2 separate regions of the Bicyclus anynana genome follow, and region 2 is linked to region 1. The links are chromatin contacts, called in public Hi-C maps. All regions are on one chromosome and are shown on one strand. The core of a region is the stretch at or near the end of the contact, and the rest is flanking DNA. Distances in the headings are between cores, read along the strand shown.

Region 1 (3,106 bases), core at 275-2,774:
ATCGAAATAGTTATTTATGCGCCACTGTCATGTAATGGGGGACATTGCAAGACTGCTACAATCGCTAATTACGTGCAGTGGCATACAATACTTTTTCTACGACCATAATAATAAAATGGAAAAAATAACAAAACTTGGTAAAAATAATTGGCGTTGGGCATAGTCTTATCGATTTTTGTATCGGCGAGGTGTCCTAGATTTGTCTCTTATAATGAAGCCTGAATTTTTGTAGCTAATGACCTGGAACTATTTAAAAATTTTAAAAAAATCATTTGAGCACGACCTGTAGGACTGAAAGCTTTATGAAATGATTTGCGGTCTTATATTGGATAGATTACGAAATGGGAGTAGAAAAAAGATTTTCTAACACAGTTTAATATAAGCTGCAGTAAATAATTATAACATTTTTCTTCGAAGCGTGCAACAGCCGCTGCCTACATTACGTTATCGGCCATTGCGCAACTTGTTTTGCTCTGTATCTACCCACCCATTTATTTGTGAACGAGCCCTAACCACCGTTCTACATTTTAATTAGCTGTTGCAACTTGGCCCCTATGTTTATATTTTAACCGTGTCAACGCACAGGATAAAAGAATGTTTATTTCACTATGAGACACTCGTAGTTTAAATATTGATGCTAGTACCTTGTACTATTATGTATTCTGTGATAGCACTACCTTATTGTTTTGTTTTGACTTTTGCGAATCGATGTTCCTTGCCTAGGTTAATGGGTTAAGGAGGAAGTAAAAATTGAGAATAACTCATCCAAAGTAATATTATAAATGTATGTATGTGAGTTTTGTGTTTTTTACCTTTTTCCATTATTCCTCTATGCCTTTTTCTTATTTTTTCCAATCGTCCTTTTCATACAGAAAAAAAATATATTTTCAAGTTTTTGTTACGTCATATAGACGGAGTTGTTTGACATGAAATCATTAACAATCCATAAACGGCTCACTTTTGAGCACGAGTCTCCCCTCAAAATGAGAGGGATTAGGCCTTAGGTCCACCATGCTGCCCCAATACGGATTGACAGACTTCACACATGTAGAGAATCAAAAAATTCTCAGGTAGGTAATCCTTAAATGATAATAAATTGGAACTGCAAATAATTTATTAACTAGCGGACGCCCGCAACTTCGTTCGCATATCTGTTATTTTAATCCGTGAACTATTCGAGGATAAAAGCGTTCTGTTCCAAGGTTCACTTTGCCTCTATACCAAATTTCATTCCAATCAGTTCAGTTTAGCCGTGAAAATGTAACAGACAGACAGACTTACTTTCGCATTTATAAGTATAGGTGTAACATTTGCTAATTAAAATCATGGTCTTGCTAACATCGATATACCAAATCTCGCACTGGAGGAGGGAGGAGGAAAATGTTTTCGCTAAAGTCACACAACTAATGATTTTTACGGCCTCAGTTGTGAAATGAATGTGCAAAAACATTGTAATTTGCATCAATCGTAACGATCGGTGTGAATGAACAGCAACAATAACATGCTCGCGCCATGTGAGGCGGCCATTGATATGTTCATTCAGAGACCGGAAACATAAATCAACGTAGTGCGACGTTACGCCTCTGGATTATCCCACATACTTCGCAACTTTACCGCCTTCCACTTTATTATTCACTCCATGTTATTAGGACTTGTATAAGTAAGTATAGCTTGACCAAAAAACAATAGCCTATTAAAATCCTGTGTGAGGGTGAAACAAACACTTATTATATAATGATTATTGCACGTTGTAGAGTCAACATCTCCTGAGGATGCTCCGGTTTCGGAGTGAAACGTACGTAGAGAGTATTTTGTCGGACCTGGATGACGTTGTCGCATGGGTTCGTCGACTTTTCGCGGATCATAGCAAAATAAATAAATCATTATATAATCATGATGAACTTCCGCAAAGTAACGCCTGCTTCTATCCAACGAACACTTATCTCAATGCAACCGCAGTATTTTTATAGCAATACTAGCCGTTGTCCCGAATACGGGGATAAAGTATAGCTTAAGACACTCACAAATAATGTGGCTCTCTAGTAGTATAAGAACTTCCAAAATCGGTTTGGAAGATCCACAGACTACCCCCTATAACACAAACTTTACCTTTTTATAATAAACTAGCTGACGCCGCGCAGTTTCACCCGCGTGGTTTCCGTTCTCGTAGGAATATGGGGTTAATATAGTCTGTAACCTTCCTCGATAAATGGGCTATCTAACACTGAAAGAATTTTTCAAATCGGACCAGTAGTTCCTGAGATTAGCGCGTTCAACCAAACAAATAAACAAACCCTTCAGCTTTATAATATTAGTATAGATTACCTATAGATTAGTATAGCGGACACAAGCCTATGTTACAATTATTATATCTCTCGGAAATAAGCATCGTAGTTGATAGTAGTGATTCCACGGATGATACAAAAGTGCTTGTAAACTAAACCTTCTTAAAATTAATGTTTTTTTTTAAATTTCAATATATCTCACATAGAGCGCTCCTCCTAACATCAAGATGACGAGATCACCAAATTAACAAGTTGTATTAAAAACAGTGTATTGTAATTTACCTACAAATACATACTTCAACCATTTATGGTAATGTATGGAAGGTTTATTTATCTGTATAATCGAGTAAATTCAAGCATCAAGACATCCTGCCATAGTTTTTCCTAGAATATAAAAAAACATCAATTGCAAATTACCATTTTGATCACGATACTCAGTACAATAAGGCTGATTTGTGGTGATCATAAATACTATTTTATACGTCTGTTTTATGGTATTGTTTAAATTCATTGCAACATCTTGTCCATTGTTTAGATATCGCGTGTCCCTCAACATGTTTCACGTGAACAATTTTCTACGATGTAGTAAATTTATAAGTTTATTTTTCAGTTCTATTCAGTACAGTTCAGATCAATATCGTGACTTTTTGTTGATTAACTAAAACTGAGTAAATTGTACATGTACAGTGTACACATTTTTGGAAAGCTTTTGTTTACATCCTATTATCTATGTATCTAAGTTTTCGTCTTATTCAAGTGAACTTTGATGTTGTTGACAACATTGTCCGTTTTCCATCTACCAATCTCAATATCTCAATAGA
Region 2 (3,106 bases), core at 262-2,761, 56 kb before region 1:
ATAAAGTTCCGCTATGTCCGCCTGTCGATCTGTCCTCTCGCGGTAAGCACACAGTACTGGGATGCTGTAATTTTTAGTGACGGCCTTTACTGCCAAGGCTCAACAATAGATCAATTTTTTTTAGGTAAACATGTACTAATGGATTTTCTAATAGAAAGGAAACTACAGAACAAAAGAGTGATTAGTATAGGTTATCTAATAAGCGTGCCTCAGCCTATACAATATGCAATGTATAATTCTTACTCGTAGATACAATAATAAGTTCGCGGCACAAAAAAAACACACGATTCGGCAGAGACATAGGAATGTTGTTTTGATACATTTGCCTGTTGAATTAGCAAATTTTTTATTTTCGTACTTCGTAAGTTGTAAAAAATCCAACACAACCTGATTGTGAGTAATCTGTTTATTATGATCTTACAAAATCCGGTCTTTCTTTTATAAAAAAATTGCTATTTCTTGAACCGACTTATAAAACAGACTGATGTTCTTGATACTGTCGGTGTCAGTACGTATATTTTTTGTTTTTGGTTATTATACTTAGGTACATAATTTTTTTCAGCGAGTGGCGCAGTGGGTGATCTGCCTGCAACGACCGTGGGTTCGATTGGCAGAATAAGGAAATATTTCTGTGATGACCATTAGTGTGTTCTAATGTCTGTCGGTGGTTTATATTATTATAATGAAAAGTCATCAGCTTCTGATAGAAGAGTCGTGCTGAACAGAGCGCCAAATATGGGTTCTTGCTTGTTAATGATGATGATGAGGGATGATTTTCGATTTGGTGGCGATCATTATCAGGTGTTAGTGATAACGGGACTTATGGCTAAACATGCTCTCTGAACCACAAAGGAACTGGCTACGTAATATTATTTAAGATATCAGGGTTCAAAAGGGATTATTATTGTTCTTGGTAACGTCACTTTAATTTAACGGGCATTTTTTCAGATTTCTCTAAAAATGCTTGACTGACTACCAAAAGCTTTTTCCTACATGATAGAGGATACTCACGAGATGGTTTCATATACAATCAAAGACCATAGTGCTGATGCTGCAGTGGCTCTAACTACCCTCATCGACTGTAGGGATTTCAGTTAGTTGTGGCGGTGCAAGTTGGTTTTTATAAAAATATTTTTGATGTAGACGTCAAGTTTCACCGTCTGGCTGCGACTTGCGAGCTCTGTTCAGTCTGTGTTGGCGCTAGATGTTGACGAAGTGGTTAAAGGCGGAATGAGCTTTTAGCGTCACCGTAGGCGCCAAAGCGTTTAGAACAATCGCGTCCCCTAGCGCCCTACAGTACCGGACAGACCAAAAAAATAAGCACGCGGGAACAGGCGAGCTGCATTCCTCGACTGGGTCGTCGCTCGTCGGTCGGCAGTCGGCGCTCGGCGATTCGGCCCGGCAGCCCCGCGCGCGCCGCTGCCCCAGTCGTTTGCGCGCGTCGTTCGCGATAGCTTGTCTGTGTTATCCGCTCTCTATCGTGCGCTGTGTCTGTGTTTACAAGTGTTGTTTTTGGTTATTACCGAATATTATAATAACAAGTGAACGGTGCTTGTGGCAAAGTGATAACATTATTCTGTCTCGATTAACTGCGACGATTGATAAACAACAGTGGTGCGCGCTCAGACAAACACGGCAGGCGCCGGGCTCAGGTAGCGTTTCATATGTTTTCAATCTGATTACGTCTACGCTAATCTGGTTCATAATAATTACTGTCGTATGTTTATGCGTTTCGTGTGGGCACAGGTGCCGCGGGCCACGTGATGCGATGTAGTATTGATGTATGTACTTGTACGCCGCAAGCGACCACGTGGTTTGCTGCTGTAAACAACTGCCCTTCTCTGCGCACTCCGACAATCGTTCCCTCCTCCTGACGGCAACGTTTTGTCTTGTCGCACGGCCCCAATTCTCCCAATTCTCGTCTTATGAAATGGCCATTAGCCATACCTTCACCCTAAACTTCTATAGACGACAATAATATTATGTTCCCAGTAATTTATAGCTGTTACTATAGCAATACTTGAAACATACCAACTGTTTACTAATAATAAATCATCATTACACCGATTTGTTGATCGCTAAAGGATTGTTCAATGGTTTGTTGAAATTATTCGTATTTTTTTATTGTAAACAGTTAAATTGTTATTAATTGACTACATTAACTAAAAAATAAACCCAAAACAATTAACAGAGGTTAGTTTATTTATTACAACATTTATTTATTTTTTTAATGATAATTAATTATACATAAGTAGGTATATTATTATTAAGTTATGAACCAAGTGCGTACTTACTGAAACCGTGAATTTATTTTTACGCAGTAAGAAAAGCCTGCTTGCGTATGAATACTACTACTCGTATTATTATCAAAGACTAGCTGACGCCGCGCGTGGTTCCCGTTCCCGTAGGAATACGGAGATAATATATAGCCTATAGCCCTCCTCGATAAATGGGCTATCTAACACTGAAAAAAAAATTTAAGTCGGATCAGTAGTTCCTGAGATTAGCGCGTTCAAGCAAAGAAACAAACTCTTCAGCTTTAAAATATTAGTATAGATTTTATACTATTTTTTTTTATTAATTATTTATATTACAGTACGTACAAGTGACAATATCACTTGTACGTCGAAACTGAGGCGGACGAAAGTGGATCATTGTATTAAATTCATTTAGTTGCATAGTAAACAACTAAAGGAAAATTATTTAAACTAATAGATAACACCTAAACATAGGTACCTACCTAGTAATATTTTAAAAGGATTTCGTCCTTTCTACATAGTTTTTACATACTTTCACTGTATATAATTATATGCATGGAGTCATGCACAGCGCGACCACCAGACGATCAGTTTTATCGGATGTCCTGCCGTTAGCACTGCAGTTATCATGCACATCGCGACCAACACACGGTCAGTTTTATCGGATGTCCAAATGTTTTCTAATTGCTTTCTACACTTCTGGACTGAGCTTGTTTTTTATCTTTTCAGTAATTTAAGTAGTTTATATTTTATGCAGTCGGGAATTTTTTATTTCTTTAATTATTTTATTTTTTTCTATTCAATAACATTAGATGAGATCGCAGCGTCATTTATTTTTTACGTACCCT

The links. Hi-C and Micro-C count contacts between places; a contact is called where the count stands out from the background.
Region 2: a contact with region 1 is called in a Hi-C map of whole larva, with 3 times the contacts expected there. The contact joins the promoter of LOC112052096 here to the enhancer-like site in region 1. A contact is called at or near these places in 2 of 2 Hi-C or Micro-C datasets (whole body and whole larva).

The regions. Positions count from the first base shown.
Region 1 is chr1:14,171,444-14,174,549 of ilBicAnyn1.1, reverse strand. The region is part of intron 2 of LOC112052096 (insulin receptor); the gene reads left to right. Among protein-coding and RNA genes, the nearest start is that of LOC112052098, 55 kb to the right of the region's middle. Within about 2 kb of position 1,524, at least 6 of the 8 cell types and tissues checked have open chromatin away from gene starts, as enhancers often do.
Region 2 is chr1:14,227,231-14,230,336 of ilBicAnyn1.1, reverse strand. It overlaps LOC112052096 (insulin receptor), which reads left to right and starts at 1,511. Exons shown (of 26, transcript XM_052884298.1): 1 at 1,511-1,652.